Regions from separate parts of the Mus musculus genome. Here all the other regions are linked to region 4. The links are chromatin contacts, called in public HiChIP or PLAC-seq maps. All regions are on one chromosome and are shown on one strand. The core of a region is the stretch at or near the end of the contact, and the rest is flanking DNA. Distances in the headings are between cores, read along the strand shown.

What was found. HiChIP or PLAC-seq counts read pairs in DNA pulled down with a chosen protein or histone mark.
Region 1: a contact with region 4 is called in an H3K27ac HiChIP or PLAC-seq map of embryonic stem cells, with 18 read pairs. The contact joins two enhancer-like sites. A contact is called at or near these places in 1 of 15 datasets of contacts at CTCF or cohesin (large pre-B cells), 3 of 484 Hi-C or Micro-C datasets (bone marrow-derived macrophages, embryonic retina and embryonic stem cells) and 7 of 115 datasets of contacts at active chromatin or transcription factors (embryonic basal ganglia, embryonic stem cells and stem cell-derived neural progenitor cells).
Region 2: a contact with region 4 is called in an H3K4me3 HiChIP or PLAC-seq map of embryonic stem cells, with 13 read pairs. The contact joins the promoter of Asb6 here to the enhancer-like site in region 4. A contact is called at or near these places in 5 of 39 promoter capture datasets (cranial neural crest, liver, maxillary cranial neural crest and 2 more), 1 of 15 datasets of contacts at CTCF or cohesin (large pre-B cells), 1 of 484 Hi-C or Micro-C datasets (bone marrow-derived macrophages), 11 of 115 datasets of contacts at active chromatin or transcription factors (the SCID.adh cell line, bone marrow-derived macrophages, embryonic basal ganglia and 6 more) and 4 of 9 other capture datasets (adipose tissue, embryonic stem cells, liver and 1 more).
Region 3: an H3K27ac HiChIP or PLAC-seq map of embryonic stem cells shows a contact between it and region 4, with 13 read pairs. The contact joins two enhancer-like sites. A contact is called at or near these places in 6 of 39 promoter capture datasets (the C10 cell line, the HPC-7 cell line, cranial neural crest and 3 more), 2 of 15 datasets of contacts at CTCF or cohesin (embryonic stem cells and pro-B cells), 18 of 484 Hi-C or Micro-C datasets (the AML12 cell line, B cells, the G1E-ER4 cell line and 12 more), 16 of 115 datasets of contacts at active chromatin or transcription factors (the 230-238 cell line, T-cell acute lymphoblastic leukemia, Th17 cells and 9 more) and 3 of 9 other capture datasets (adipose tissue, embryonic stem cells and liver).
Region 5: a contact with region 4 is called in an H3K27ac HiChIP or PLAC-seq map of embryonic stem cells, with 10 read pairs. The contact joins the promoter of Ntmt1 here to the enhancer-like site in region 4. A contact is called at or near these places in 9 of 39 promoter capture datasets (the C10 cell line, the HPC-7 cell line, cranial neural crest and 5 more), 2 of 15 datasets of contacts at CTCF or cohesin (embryonic stem cells and pro-B cells), 11 of 484 Hi-C or Micro-C datasets (the AML12 cell line, the G1E-ER4 cell line, bone marrow-derived macrophages and 6 more), 18 of 115 datasets of contacts at active chromatin or transcription factors (the 230-238 cell line, Th17 cells, a beta-TC-6 cell line and 11 more) and 4 of 9 other capture datasets (adipose tissue, embryonic stem cells, liver and 1 more).

The regions. Positions count from the first base shown.
Region 1 is chr2:30,757,091-30,759,790 of GRCm38.p6, forward strand. No RefSeq gene overlaps it. Among named protein-coding and RNA genes, the nearest start is that of Gm39783, 13 kb to the right of the region's middle. Within about 2 kb of position 1,396, at least 173 of the 459 cell types and tissues checked have an H3K27ac peak or open chromatin away from gene starts, as enhancers often do. A contact at or near this core is called in embryonic stem cells, where this site is marked.
Region 2 is chr2:30,827,009-30,829,708 of GRCm38.p6, forward strand. It overlaps Asb6 (ankyrin repeat and SOCS box-containing 6), which reads right to left and starts at 1,292. Exons shown (of 6, transcript NM_133346.2): 1 at 1,066-1,292; 2 at 1-90. The coding sequence starts at 1,178.
Region 3 is chr2:30,777,007-30,779,706 of GRCm38.p6, forward strand. All of the region lies in intron 3 of Gm39783 (a long non-coding RNA gene), which reads left to right. Among named protein-coding and RNA genes, the nearest start is that of Gm39783, 6.8 kb to the left of the region's middle. Within about 2 kb of position 1,440, at least 26 of the 459 cell types and tissues checked have an H3K27ac peak or open chromatin away from gene starts, as enhancers often do. A contact at or near this core is called in embryonic stem cells, where this site is marked.
Region 4 is chr2:30,576,875-30,579,574 of GRCm38.p6, forward strand. No RefSeq gene overlaps it. Among named protein-coding and RNA genes, the nearest start is that of Cstad, 17 kb to the right of the region's middle. Within about 2 kb of position 1,342, at least 9 of the 459 cell types and tissues checked have an H3K27ac peak or open chromatin away from gene starts, as enhancers often do. A contact at or near this core is called in the SCID.adh cell line and embryonic stem cells, where this site is marked.
Region 5 is chr2:30,806,652-30,809,351 of GRCm38.p6, forward strand. Ntmt1 (N-terminal Xaa-Pro-Lys N-methyltransferase 1) reads left to right here and starts at 1,317. Exons shown (of 4, transcript NM_170592.3): 1 at 1,317-1,432.

The sequences.
Region 1 (2,700 bases), core at 146-2,645, 180 kb after region 4:
AGCCGTACATGCGCCTGGAATCCCAGCACAAGCTTTCTGTTAGCCAACCTTAATCCGTTATGCAGAGGTGATTGACAAGAGAGACCACACCCCAAGCAAGATGGAAGGCGATGAAACCCGAGGTTTCCCTCTGACCTCCACACACCCTGTGGCATGTGAGGGCCTGCACTCATACACACAAACACTATGTTCCCTTCCACTATGTAGCAAGTTTAAAGCAGTCTAGGATCCATGAGTTTCTGTCCCAAAATAACCAACAAACTTGACCGCAAAGCTAATGGTAGGGGAGCCAGCTAGAGGGAGAGACCTTTGGGGAATGTCCTAGAAGGGGCAGCCTTACCTTGGATCCCACAAACCTGATTCTTAGCTTGAAGGCCAAGCCTAGGTGTGTCCCTGCCCCCAGACATTCAGTCTCAAGTTCCCATTGCCTAAGGCAGTGGTCCCCTGCGTTGAGACTTGTATTTGTGAAGCAGATGGAGGTTGAGCAGGCGTAAAGTTCAAGGCTGGTCCTGTCCCAACCCCTACTAGTTCAGAGGGCTCTTGTGAGCTGGGACTTGAACCCAGAGTCTTGGTTTTTTTGTTTTGTAGTTAATATTTATTTGCTTTCTGATCTGTGTATCAGGTCTATGGCTGGTATCTGAGAAGATCAGAAGAGACTGTCAGATGCCCTGGAACTGGAATTGCAGATCCTGTGAGCCACTGTGTGGGTGCTGGGAATTGAATGTGGAATCCATGGTCTTGTGTCCATTAATTATGTCTTTACTTCAGCACTACTACACTGAGTCCCTGCCTCGCTGACCCAGAACACAGCACCGTTAGCCAGCCATTGCCAGGAGACAAGAAGAGTCTGAATCTCCCGTGTTCCCCCTCTCCTTGGACTGCACTTAGTGCATACTGGGTAAGCTTGGTTTCCAGGCCCTGGGGGGTTTGGAGAGAGACTGTACTCCTAGTCCAGCAGGGTTCCCCAAGTATACATGCACACATACATGTTTGCTTGGCCACTTGTCGGGGAAGCACAGGGAAAGGACAGGACAGCACACGCCGAGTACTACCAATGCTAGAGATGGGAAGGGTAGAAGTAGGAGGATCAGAAGTTCAAGGTCACCTTCACAATGATCAAGTTGGAGGCCAGCCTGGGCTACATGAGATGCCATCTCAAAAAGTAAAGCATGGTTTGGGCTGTGCAGGAAAAAAATCAGTCCAACCCACCCCCTTCCTGCAAATTCCTGACCAGGTTTGGCTAGGCAGAGATCAGATCCACAGCAGTAGCAGCAGTTTCAGACTCTGGGGGTCAGGGGAATCCCAGACGGTGTTATCTGCAAAGTGGTGTGTGTCTCCTCCAGAAGCCTAAGCAAGCATTGGCCGTTGTCCGGTAGGGGGTGGGAATTGGACCGGAGCCAGAAGCAGGAACCAGACTTTCCGCTGGGCAGGGCTCCGCAGCTGGGCTGTAACTAGAGTCTCCTGGGTTTCTCAGGGGCAGGACCCCCTCAGGTCTGGAATGCAGCCTGGGCCCAGGGAAGGCTAACAAATGGTGAAGGCTTTGAAATCTCAGCTCCGCCCTCTCTCGGGGTTGAACAAACAGCCCCTCCTCCCACCTCTGTTGGAAGCGCCCAACCCTAGGCTGCCACTCAAGTTTCTCCTCGTCCTCAGGCTGGGGTTACAGCTGCCCCATTCTGCGGGCCTCTGTGGTCCCAGGACTGTGGGGAGAGAGAAGCAGAAAGACTCAGGTCCCCTCTCCCTGCCTTCTCGGGGTTCTGACCCGAGCTAGATTCTAACCCTGGCTCACTAGGAAGGGCCAGATTCAGCAGGGAGAAACGGGAGAAGTGGCAGGAGCTCCCTCACCCCCATAAGGAATGTCCAGCGTAGAATTCTATTCTCAAGCGCCAGGAGCTGGACTGGCCAGAGAACGTTTGTTTGCATTTCAGCAAAAACCTCCTTTGTCTAATGTTGTCTAGCAGTTCCCAGGAGTTGAGGTGGAGGGAGGAAGGTGTGGCCCTGAAACTAAGGTGCCACACCCCACACCCACCACACCGTGTAGAAAGCACTGGGGGCTCAGGCTTCATCAGCTTCTTATACGCAGGGTTCCAGCTGAAGAGCTTTTCCCAGAGACCTTGATTCTGAGAGAGGTGCGCACACAAGGCCTGCCCCAGCTCCAAGGTCAGGGAATTGAACCCTAGAGTGTTCTTTAAAAGTGCCCTGCCCACTTTCCAAGGAAGCCCTTTCTTCATTCCTAAACCCACCTTGGAGTCCCGCTCTCAAAGAGCCCTTGCTTGCCTAGATTCAGTCCATAACTCTGTAGTCTCCTGCCCGTGTGCTCCCAAGACCTCACCTCATTCCAACCCTTTCTCTTCATCTCCACCCCATCCTCAGCGACATGGGTGCCAGGACAAGCCTCCAGCTCTCCCTAGCTCTCTTAGTCCTTCCTGGGCTCCCAGCCCACACTTCATGGCTTGCCTCTTTGGCCCCTTCTGAACAACCATGTTCACAAACATGGTGCAGGAGCAGACTACTGGAGGTTCAGGGAGACCGGTGACACTGGAGACCAACCCTGATGTGGATGGAGGCTGGCTTGCTGCCACCAACCCTAGAGGGACAGAGTGTGCCATGGGCAATGGGCTGAGCGAGTTGGGGTAGGGTCTGCAGGTCTTTGCCACCTCTCCAGGCCAAGTCACCAACTAGTCCCATATACCCTCTGCTGCA
Region 2 (2,700 bases), core at 42-2,541, 250 kb after region 4:
CTCACGCCTTCCTGGTAGAATGGAGAGTGAGCCTTCTGCTCCAGCAGCTCCGTGAGGACCAGGATCCGGCTCTCCTCGCTGGAAGCAGAACTGTGCACCAAGAGGCAGAACAGAGAAAGTGGGAACTCACGGGGGCCAGTGGCCCTAGCCTGTGTGCCCTTTCACAAGCATCCACACAAGCTGCGCATGCTCTGTGGGGCACAACTCTTTCTTGGTCAAAAGCATTAAGTGATTTCAAAGCCATCCTTCAGCATGCTGTCAAAGTGCTGGCTCTGCCCCATCTTCTCTCACACCACCTTGAGGGTAGCCCTAAAGCTCTCACCCTTCCTAGACAAAACTACCTACTAAGTGCATCTTGGGCCTGGACGCTGTTCCATATGTTACCCCAGCTCTGACAACGGCCCAAACACCACCTTCAGAGTCACCTGGCCACGACGCGCCTTACTTGCTCTTCGCCCTAATCTCACCCACCAGACCTCTTGCAACAGGTGGGCCCTAAGATCTGACCAACGCCCGGACACAAAACGCTTATCTGGGGCAGCCCTCCTAAATATGCTGGGCTCCGCCAAAGGAGGGCAGTAGCGCCTTGTTGTGCAGCCCTGCGGCCCCGCCTCCGAGTTCTTAAAAACGCCTGGCACTGCATTTACAGAGTAGGCCGCAGAGGAAAGGGCTGATGTGGTTTAGAAAAGACATCCTTGGTGAGACTGCTAGCTCCTCTGCCCCACCCTACTCTGCATCTCAGACCGCGATGCCGGTCTGGGTGCTCGCTTGTCTCTGTAGCACAAGCACTCCGAAGGCGTAGCGCTCCGAGTACCCAAGGAGGTCTGCACAGGGCACACGGACCACACCGGCTTGCTTCCCCAGAGGCTCTCGGAGAGGCCTGCTGTCTGCCGAAAGTCCGGTCGGCCCCAGCCAGGACGTCTCCAGCATCCATGCACAGGCAGCAGAGGCCCGGGTCTTCTGCCCTACAAGACACTCCGAGCCCGCCTCAGGCTGGAGCTCGAGCTCGCGGCCACGCAGCTCCCACTCCCGCTGCGACAACCACAGAGGACCGCAGCGACTTACTCATCCAGGGGCTCCTGCCGCTCCAGATCCTGGATGCCCAGGGCGCCAAGGATGGCGTCCACTAGGGGCTGGTACTCAAAGATGATCCTGCGGAAGCCGTGCAAGAACGGCATGGCGTCGGCCGCGTGTTCCGACACCCACAGGCCACCACCTCCCGATCTACCGGTTCAGACCCCGCGCCGGTGAGCAATCCTCCCAGGCCCCAGTTCCGCACCGGAAGTTATCCTACCACTCCTACTTCCGGTCCGTGCGGGCCTTTGAGGGAGCATGTGAGTCACACTGCCCCCTGCCGCCGGGGAGGACCTCGCGGCGATCATCACTGTCCGGCTCCGCCCCGCACTGAAATTCCCCGCGAGGCCGCTGAAGGGCGTCTGAGCTCCGACGGGGCATGCGGCCCCGCTACTGACTGGCTCCAATCCGAGGTGACACAGGCCCTATTCGGAGCCTGAACACTACTTTCTGCAGCCTACTTGACTTTGGCCACTCTCTAAGGAAAGGCTGCAACCACCTCAGTTTCTCCACTGTGTAGACCAAGTGGCGTAATGAGGATCTTGCACCCCAACTCTTCCCCACAGACGCTGGGGGCAGTTCCTTATTCTCTGTCCCTTGACGCCTAGCCAAACAGGCTGCCCACTTTTCCCACTTTTCACTGGAGGGACTCTGTGAACCTTCATGTCCTGATCTGGAAAATTGGCATAATATCACTTGCCTAGACCCTGAGCAGGAGGAAGCTTTGACATAGCAGAAAGGACTGTACCAGGTAGCGTCCCCCTACGCAAATTTGAGTGGCTGCAACTTTGAGTCCTGCGGCAAGGCCCTGATGACTCTAAAAAGGTCAGTTATGGGGAGGTGTCAATGGTCCTGAGGCTGCACCATCATAGGTGTAGCTCCAATCCCTTATGGGGGCTTGTGTTCTCTCTGCTTGGCACCTGCCATCTGCCATAGAGTTACTGGCTTGGAACAAAATTTCTTCTTTGTTTTAACCAAGAGCCTTCCTGCCTCCACTTCTCAAGTGTTGGGATGCTAGGCTTGGTTCCAGGATAGCCCAGGACACCAAACCCAGTGGCCAAGGATCTTACACAGAATGGGTACACAGCTCCTCTCATGACCTATTTCAGCTCTATGGGACTCTGCACCCAACAGAGTAAACACCAGGTTGGTCATTGTTTATTGGGTTGTTAAGGGAATAATGGGGAAAAAATCTGTACAGGGGCTGGAGAGATGGCTCAGCAATTAGGAATACTGGCTGCTCTTGCAAAGGACCTAGGTTCTGTTCTTAGCCTGCCAGGACTACATAGTGAGGCTCTATCTCCAAGAGGGGGGAGGAGTCGGGTGGAGGGTGGCAGGTTACTGGAGAGATCTTGATCAGCCCAGGTTCAGCTCCCAACACCCTCATAGTGGCTCACAGCCACCCATAACTCTAGGCCAAGGGGATCTGGTGCCCTCTTCTGGACGCTGTGGGCACAGGCACAAAAGTGATGCACATATGGCCATGCAAGCAAAACATCCCTATTCATGGGGAAAAAAAAAAAAAAGTTCCCCTTTGGGCCTGGGAGTTGGCTCACCGAGCAGAATGCCTCGAGTTCCATACCCAGCACCATGAAGACTGGACATCGTGGCTTCCTGCTTTGGGTC
Region 3 (2,700 bases), core at 190-2,689, 200 kb after region 4:
TTGGAGACCTCTCTGCACTGCCAGCTGGGCACTGCTTCCCAGCTTGTTGCCATCCCTCCTCCCTCCCATCCCTCTTGCCTTCCATCCCTCCTCTTTCTCATCCCTCCTCCCTCTCCTCCCTCTTTCCTCCCATCTCTCCCCCTCCCATCCCTCCTCCCTTCCATCCCTCCTCCCTCTCCTCCCTCTTCCTTCCCATCCCTCCTCCCTCCCATCCCTCCTCCCTCCCATCCCTCCTTCCTCCCATCCCTCCTCCCTTCCATCCCTCCTCCCTCTCCTTCCTCCTCCCTTCCATATCTCCTCCGTCCTATCTCCCATCCCTCTTCCCTCCTCCGTTCCACCCCTCCTCCCTTCCATCCCTCCCCCTTTGAAGGTTCTCCTGCTGGCTCCACACATACTCACATGCACAGACCCCACCCCTACCTCCTCACCCCCTCCAGGCAGGCCCTCTAAGTACTCTCTACAGATTCTCTTAAGGCCTACAGCAAACCAGATGCAGCATGCCCTTGGAGAGACCATGTCCTCCATCTTCATCAACATCACAGCAGGGTGAAGGTGACAGCTACCTGCCTATGCTGAGCCTGATGCCATGAGCCATGGGAGCGTCTCCCCTGCCCCTGCATCAGGGCCAGCATGATCTCTAGTTTATACATGAGGATCCAGGGCACAGAGAGGTAGGAGCTCTGCCTAAGGACACACAGTAGTTAAGTGTAGACTGGATTCCTCCTAGGCCTTAGGACAGGCTCCCCCCCCCCCAACCCCCAGAAGCAAAACTCATGGAAGAGGTATGAGTCTCAAGTGATACAGCCAACACAGGCCCTTCCCTGAGGGCAGGTAGTAGGCTAGCACCATTGAGAAGATAGAACATCAAGATTGGCTTGTGGGGCATTTTCTTAGTGATTGGTGTCATAGGCCCAGCACACTGTGGGTGGTGCGACCCCTGAGCTGTAAGAAACAGACTGAGCAAGAGATGAGGAACAAGCCAGCAGGCAGCACTCCTCCATGGCCTCTGCGTTGGTTTCTGGCTCGAGTTCCTGCCCTGGCTTCCCTCAGGGATGGAGTGTGATTAATAATAGACCTGTCCCTCCCCAGGTGCCTTTTGGTCATGGTGTTTATCATAGGAATCGAAAGCTAACTAGGGTAACCTCAAAGATCTCTGCCCTGGAGAGAGAAGATGCTGAACACAGTACCCGGTGGAGCCAAGAACAAGGCAGAATAGATATGGAGGCCTCACGGGGGTTGGGTGGGGTACAGTAGGTGAGGCTGGCTAACTTTGATGGTCTGGATGTATGAGATGCCAGGCTAAGGCTATGTGACCCCTGGGAGAGAAGCTAGGGATGAGTGACCTTTGAGCAGGCAGGTCTTGGAACGGACAGGGAGCTGGGGCATGCACTTCAGGAAGAGATGGAGAAGGCTCCAACTGTGCTGTGTTAAGCCTTGAGGCCACACTAAGAACTGCCTTTGTATGGGAGGTGCGGCACCTGCCTGAGTATGCAAAGGAAGTAGGTTCACTTCTAGCATCACAAAAAAGCAAAGAGAAACCGGACTGCTTGACTCTGTCCAGCACAGGGTTGTATTCAAAGTCCCTCTCTAGTGACCAGGAGCTGGAAGACCAAGAGAGAAGGCACAGGCAAAGGGAGAAAGTCGGACCCCAGGCCTCAGGGAGGTTAAAACTCAAGAGAGGGGACTGTCCGAGAGCGTGTGGCAGAGACTACAAAGGCACCAGTTCTGAGCTAAGGGACTCAATGACAGAGATGCCTGCTAAGGAAACTGAGGCCCAGAGTGGAGGATTGGAACCCCTGGATACTTACAGCAAGCCTACATTGACCACCTAGTGCCTAGAGACCTAGAGAAGAACACATGGCTCCATCCTAGTCTATATCAGGGACATTCAGGGACATTCTGCAGGGTCCTGAATGTGGGAAGGAGGAAAGAAAAGCTTGTCCACCACCTCCGCTCAGAGTCTTGTCTGAGACAGGGTCTCCCTAGGTAGCTCGCGCTGGCCTGGAACCCGCTCTGTAAACCAAGCCTGTCTCAATTTCACAGAGATGGGAAGCGCTGAGATAAAAGGCAAGCAGAGACTTGAACTCTCTATGCAGCCAAGGATAACCTTGAACTTCAACTCTCCTGCCTCCAATTCCCTAGTGCTGGAATCGCAGGTGCTTGTTACCACGATGGGTTCATGAGATGCCCGAAAAGCTGCTCAGGGCTTTGTGCACTCGACAAACACTCCACCAATGAGCTACAGCCCAGCCACTGTGTCAAGGCTGGAGGAAGCCCGTTCTAACCTACACCGCTGTAGCAAGTCCAGTGTAGCCCAGGATTAAGGTCAGAGAGGTGGAGTGAATGTCTCAAAGCAACACAGTAGGAGGTGTCTCGTGCTCAGCCAGCGGGAGGAGGGCAGCCCTTTCCCTGACCTCTGCCTGGCCTGAGGCAAGACCCAGGCAAAAGTTGGGGGATGGGGATGTTGGACAGAATGGCTGTTCAGCGGTGTGCACTGGTCCCCTGGAGACACTGGGAGATCTCAGCCCCTCCTCCTATTCTGTGGAGAGGCCCAGGCTGTGCAGGTGGGGGTCACAGAGAGGTCATGGAGGCAAGAGCCAGTGTATGCCTAGCCTGCAGGCTTGTGCACAATCTCTCTCTCTCTCTCTCTCTCTCTCTCTCTCTCTCTCTCTCTCTCTCTCTCTCTCTCTCTCCCTCCTG
Region 4 (2,700 bases), core at 92-2,591:
TTTAAAACCATTTTCACCCATTCCTGTATGGGGGTTTGAGGACCATTCATGTGTCTATAGTATATTTGAATAGACAAATTTAGCTTGAATCAAGTTGCCCATTCTCGACCTTGAAAGCATTTGATTATTAAATATACCTTATTTTTTTAAACATGAACTCGTGGAGGTGCTGTTTTGATAGCTCATTAAATAAATCTAGTGGCTAGAAAGCCGGAAGGTAAATTCTGGGCCGAGGCAGCTGGTAGAAGAAGAAAGAAACAAACAGTATAAATTGGAGTTGCTTGCTGTGAAGGTCTGACTTTTCCATAGCAAAGATGGCTGCCAATCACGTGACTGCCCTTAACCAAGATGGTGGTGAAGCCACAGTTCCTTTTTCCCAAAGTCAAGATGGCGGCCAAGCACATGCTGTTTATTGACTGTGGCCAGCGTGGGTGATTTAAAATGTTCGCTCACCATTACTGTTGAAGTCACCACTGCTGCTGCGGGGGCTGCTCATGAGCAGGAGAAGGGTGGAGGCTGGGTGGGGCTAGGCGGTACCTGGAGCCCTGCGCTCAATGAGGTGAAGGAGTTGAGGGGCAAGAGTGCAGTTGCCAAAATTTGAGACATTGGAAGTTCAGGCCAATTTGGGTAAATTTTGCAGCAGACATACAAGAGGCATCTGCGATCAGTTTTAGACCCAGCATTTCCCAGAGATCCTGAGACTATGGGAACTGGCGACCCATTCAATAGTCTGGGATCTAATGGTTAATATGGAGGCCGTAACCTCAGACCAAACGTCTTTGTATCAAAGATTTCCCCAAACAAACACCTGTTCTTTGCTATCTCTGGTGAGGCCCTGACTCGGCAGGGAAAGCTCCAAGAGCCCTGGACTGGAAAGGAGCACTTGTTGCTTGAGGGCTTCTGGGAGGTAGTTACTCACAGAGGCTGAAGTTGATGTTTCCTGTGGAGAGAAAGAAGCGGTCCCTCCGCGAGGCCAGGGAAGAACCCAGCCATCAGACTGGGCACTCAACCTTTCCCGGGGTTTGGCACTATCTGATAAATTATTTCTCAGCTGGTGAGATGAGCCAATTCAAACCAGATTAGATTATATTAAATGCAGATTTATTGGGAAGTTGCTCTCAGGCAGGCAAATTCACTAACTCCCAAGGAAGGAGGCCAGGGGAAGCCACCATGGGGAGGGAGGGGAGGAGAGGGGGAAGAGACAGAAAGAATGAGTGTAGAGAGGGGATGGGAGAGACCAAAATGTCTGGATTATATAGAGAGGAGCCTCTGGAGGGAAGGGCAACCCAGCCCCAGGGCTTGAAAGCTCGGGAGTAGGATCAGGGTGTGCCAGGTAGGGACTGAGGGATGATGGGAGAACCTGAAGGCCCGATCTGCTTTTGATATGTAAAATATGCACCTCAGCACCTAGTCCCAGGGTCTGAAACCAAACAAGACCTTGCATCATAAAAACCAAACCAAACCAAACCAAACAAACAAGCTAACCAACCAACAAACAAAAACCCCTAAAAGCTATTTTTGTTTTGTTTTGTTTTGGCTTTTCTGACCTACAAGTTATTTAGGGGAGGAGTTGTTTAGTTTCTGAGTCTTGGAAGTCCATTCTGGTATTGCTTCCTACTTAGAGTCTGTTACATCAGAGAACACACTCTAAATGGTTGTATTTCTTCTAAACTGACAGGTTTATTTGAGGCTAGGATGTAGCCTTTAAAACATGTATGAATGTATGTATGTATGTATGTATGTATGTATGTATGTACTTGAAGACCTACACCATACCACACATGGAAGGCAGAAAACAACTTTCAAGGGTTCATTCCTGCCTACTCTGTAGTAGATCAAACCTAGGTACCAGGCTTGGCCACAGACCCCTTTAACCTCCCGCACCATCTTGCTGGTCCAATGTAAGCCTGTGTGTTCTGTGCCCTTGAAAATAGTGTTATTCTGGCTGATACAGAGTTCCATAAATGACAGGGAGATTGCAGCTGGTGGCCAGTTTTGAGTCATGGTCCTTTGAGTTGAGAGAGGGTTTTGCAATCATACATTTATTCATTTCTCTCCCCCCGCCCCCCCGCCCCCCCACCCCTCACCCCCCACCCCCTTTGGATTTTGCTGACACTGTCTCAGGCACTAGACTGTTGCTGTCTTCTTGGTGGGTGAGTCCTGCATTCTGTGTTCTCCCTTGTTGTCTCTGTAATCTGTCATTTTGCTTCTGCATTGCTAAGAGAACCACACCCTTTTGATTACCTTTTGCAGTGTTAGAGTTTGGATGGCAAATGTCTTCTTCAGGCATGTGTGTTTGAACACTTGATTCAAGGAGGAGGAGGAGGAAGGGTAACTGAGGGGAGGCCTCTAGGCTTTATGGTCTAACCTAACCATCTGCTTCTTCTCTGCTTCCTGCTGCAGATGCAGTTTCAGCATCCAGCTTCCTGCTCCTGTAGCCTCTTCAGCTACCACATCTTTCTCACTAGGACAGAATGACGCTCTCAAACTGTTAGACACAATAAACCCTTTCCCATCAACCTGTGTTTACTGGGGTTGTTTGTTTGTTTGTTTGTTTGAATCTAATGGCATGAAAGTATCTTGCAGTCCATACAAACCATGCCTTGGACTTTGATCTTTTCCTAGGTCAGTGATACACTCTGTGGTATCTTCCACAGCCTCCAGGCAAGCTGGCTGCTCTCTGCACTGTCCTGTGGGACC
Region 5 (2,700 bases), core at 67-2,566, 230 kb after region 4:
CATGACAAGTATGTCTAACAGCCGGTGTGTCAGCCAACAGAGGTGAGCTTAAGGCAAAAATACTTATTATGATAACCTTCATTGCCTGCAAGCCCCACTAGACTCTAGCCTAAACTCGCAAATCCCACAAATTTAACCCTCAGAGTATTGTAGCTGAATCATTACATCCACCAGTTAGAAGAGGCAACTTAGAACTCCGAGGCGGTTAGAGGGGGTTTGCATGCAGCAAGCTCATCTTTCCTTCAAGACCCGGTGCAGATTGTCTGAGTGGATAGGGAAGGGCGGTCCTCAGGAGGGCAAACTTCTAGATTTCTGCTTTATTTGGCCTGGCAATCCTTACCTCTGTCAAAGCCTTTCTTTCCTGTTCTCTTTCCTGGGTTGATATATTATTTTAATATACTAGTGGGCATGGGTGGATTTGAGCAACAATGGCTTTTAATCCTCCTCCCCCCCCCCCCCCGACAGGGTTTCTCTGTATAGCCCTGGCTGTCCTGGAACTCACTTTGTAGACCAGGTTGGCCTCGAAATCCGCCTGCCTCTGCCTCCCGAGTGCTGAGATTAAAGGCGTGCGCCAACAACGCCCGGCTTAATTCTCCTTTTAGGGTGGAAAACTCTCATGATGTTGGTTTTTAAGAATCCAGCCTTGTGGCGCATGGAGGCGCGTGCCTGTAACCCCAGCAACCACGTCGATGATGCAGAAGGATCCTGAAGTTTACGGCCAGAACTCAGTTGGACTCTTGTCTTAAAAGAGCTACACCCTCAAGTGTGTGAGATATCAGCTGTGGATCCTTCATCATGAAGTCCCTGCGCGTAGGCAAAAAACTGGGTTAGGATCCCGAAGGAAAAGGCGATCTGGCCGAAGAATAGGGCGATCAAACCTTGGAGTGCGGCGATCTGGCCAGGGGGCGGGGTGAACTGGCCTCGGGGACAAGCGAGGTAGCGATGGGGAGGGGCGAATTGGCCGTGGGGCGGAACTAGCTGGTCTTGTGTTTGGGCGAGCTGGGCGTGGGGAGGGGCGAGTTAGTCGCGCGGAGAGAAGTTCTGGGCGTGTCGAGTGAGCAGGCCGTGGAGCGGGGTTGGCTGTGGGGGCGTGGAGAGGTGTGAGCAGGCCCTGGAGAGGGCGGAGTTGGCTGTGGGGGAGGGACGATCTGGACGTGAGCTGCCTGTGGGACGCGGCGATCTGGCCCTGGGGAGGGGCTATCTGTCTGTGGAGAGGGATGAGCTAGTCTTGGGGCGGAGTGAACTGGCCTCGGGGCGGAGCGATCTTGAGTCCAGCCCCCTCCAGGCTCGGGGAAGTGACGTGTGCGGACAAAGGCAGAGGCCGCGAGGTGTCTGGTCCGGTAGAGTGGTGGCGGCTGCTGTGGGCTACGGTCTTTGCCAGCCTCCTTCTCAACCCGTCCTTTTCTCTCGGGTCCCTGGAGCCCCGACCCAGGTAAGTATCGCGAGGGACGCGGCCAGGGAGGAGGGAGGTGCTCACCCCAACTGCCTGAAGCGGTGAGGCCCCGTCGTCAAGTGACCTGGGCCTGGCCCTGGCCCACGTGCACGTCCCATGGAGGTTCACCGATCAGACCTGGGCAGGGACTCTGGTGACCACGGATTGGGTTGGAGGAAGCCACGTTGGTGGAGGCTGGCAAGACGTATCTTCACTCGCGCCCGTACATCACTTTCCAGTCCTCAGTTTCCCCTCTGAGATAAGGAAAGCAGCCACTGCAAGGTTGGTGTGTGGAATCGGCGCCGTGCTTGGCTCAAGTCCTCGCAGTTAAGTGCTTGGTTGCACGGGTTGCCATCACGTTTAACTGCCTCCAGCTCTGGCCAACATCGTTACTGTCATGAGCCCTTGAGGCCAAGGTCAGCCTCTCTTCTGCAAGGCTGCCTGCCATCTTTTCCAGATGCTCCAGGCTTTGCTGCTCCACCAACTGTGTGATCATTTTGGTCTTTAATCCTTTTGATAAGGGCCTAGGACAGGTGCTGTAACTGATGACAATGATGTATGGGGTGGGGCACTCAGTGACTGGGGTCTAAGTGAGAAGCCTAAATCCTCTCCTAACTTTTGGTCCTTTCCCAAGTGCTGTTTTAAGGCACATCGTTTCCTTAAGCTGGCTTTCCTGTGTGTGTGCTTGTGTGTGTGTTGGGGGGAGGGGGGATGCTTTCCTGAAGGCCAGAGCCACATAATCAAAAGGTCAGAGTCTGCAGGTGTGTGGTTCTGGGTGTACCCGGAGCTTGTGTTTGCATCTTCTGGACTGACCAAAGGCCACATGATCTCATAGGTGGGCTCCAGCTTTACCAGGGTCTGTGTGATTTGGAGGTTTTAACACGTTTTCCTTACTTGATCTTTTTAACTATGTTTGAACTAGGCAGAGGTGGCACACGCCTCTAATCCCAGCATCCAGGAGGCAGAGGCAGGTGGATCTCTGGGTTTGAGGCCAACCTGGTCTACAGAATGAGTTCTAGGACAGTCAAGGCTACACAGAGAAACCCTATTTCAAAAACCAGACAGAAAGACAGAGAGAAAAATTGTGTTTTAAGATTTTTTTTAAAGATTTATTTATTGCCGGGCAGTGGTGCTGCACACCTTTAATCCCAGCACTTGGGAGGCAGAGGCAGGCGGATTTCTGAGTTCAAGGCCAGCCTGGTCTACAGAGTGAGTTCCAGGACAGCCAGGGCTACACAGAGAAATTCTGTCTCAAAAAACCAAAAAAA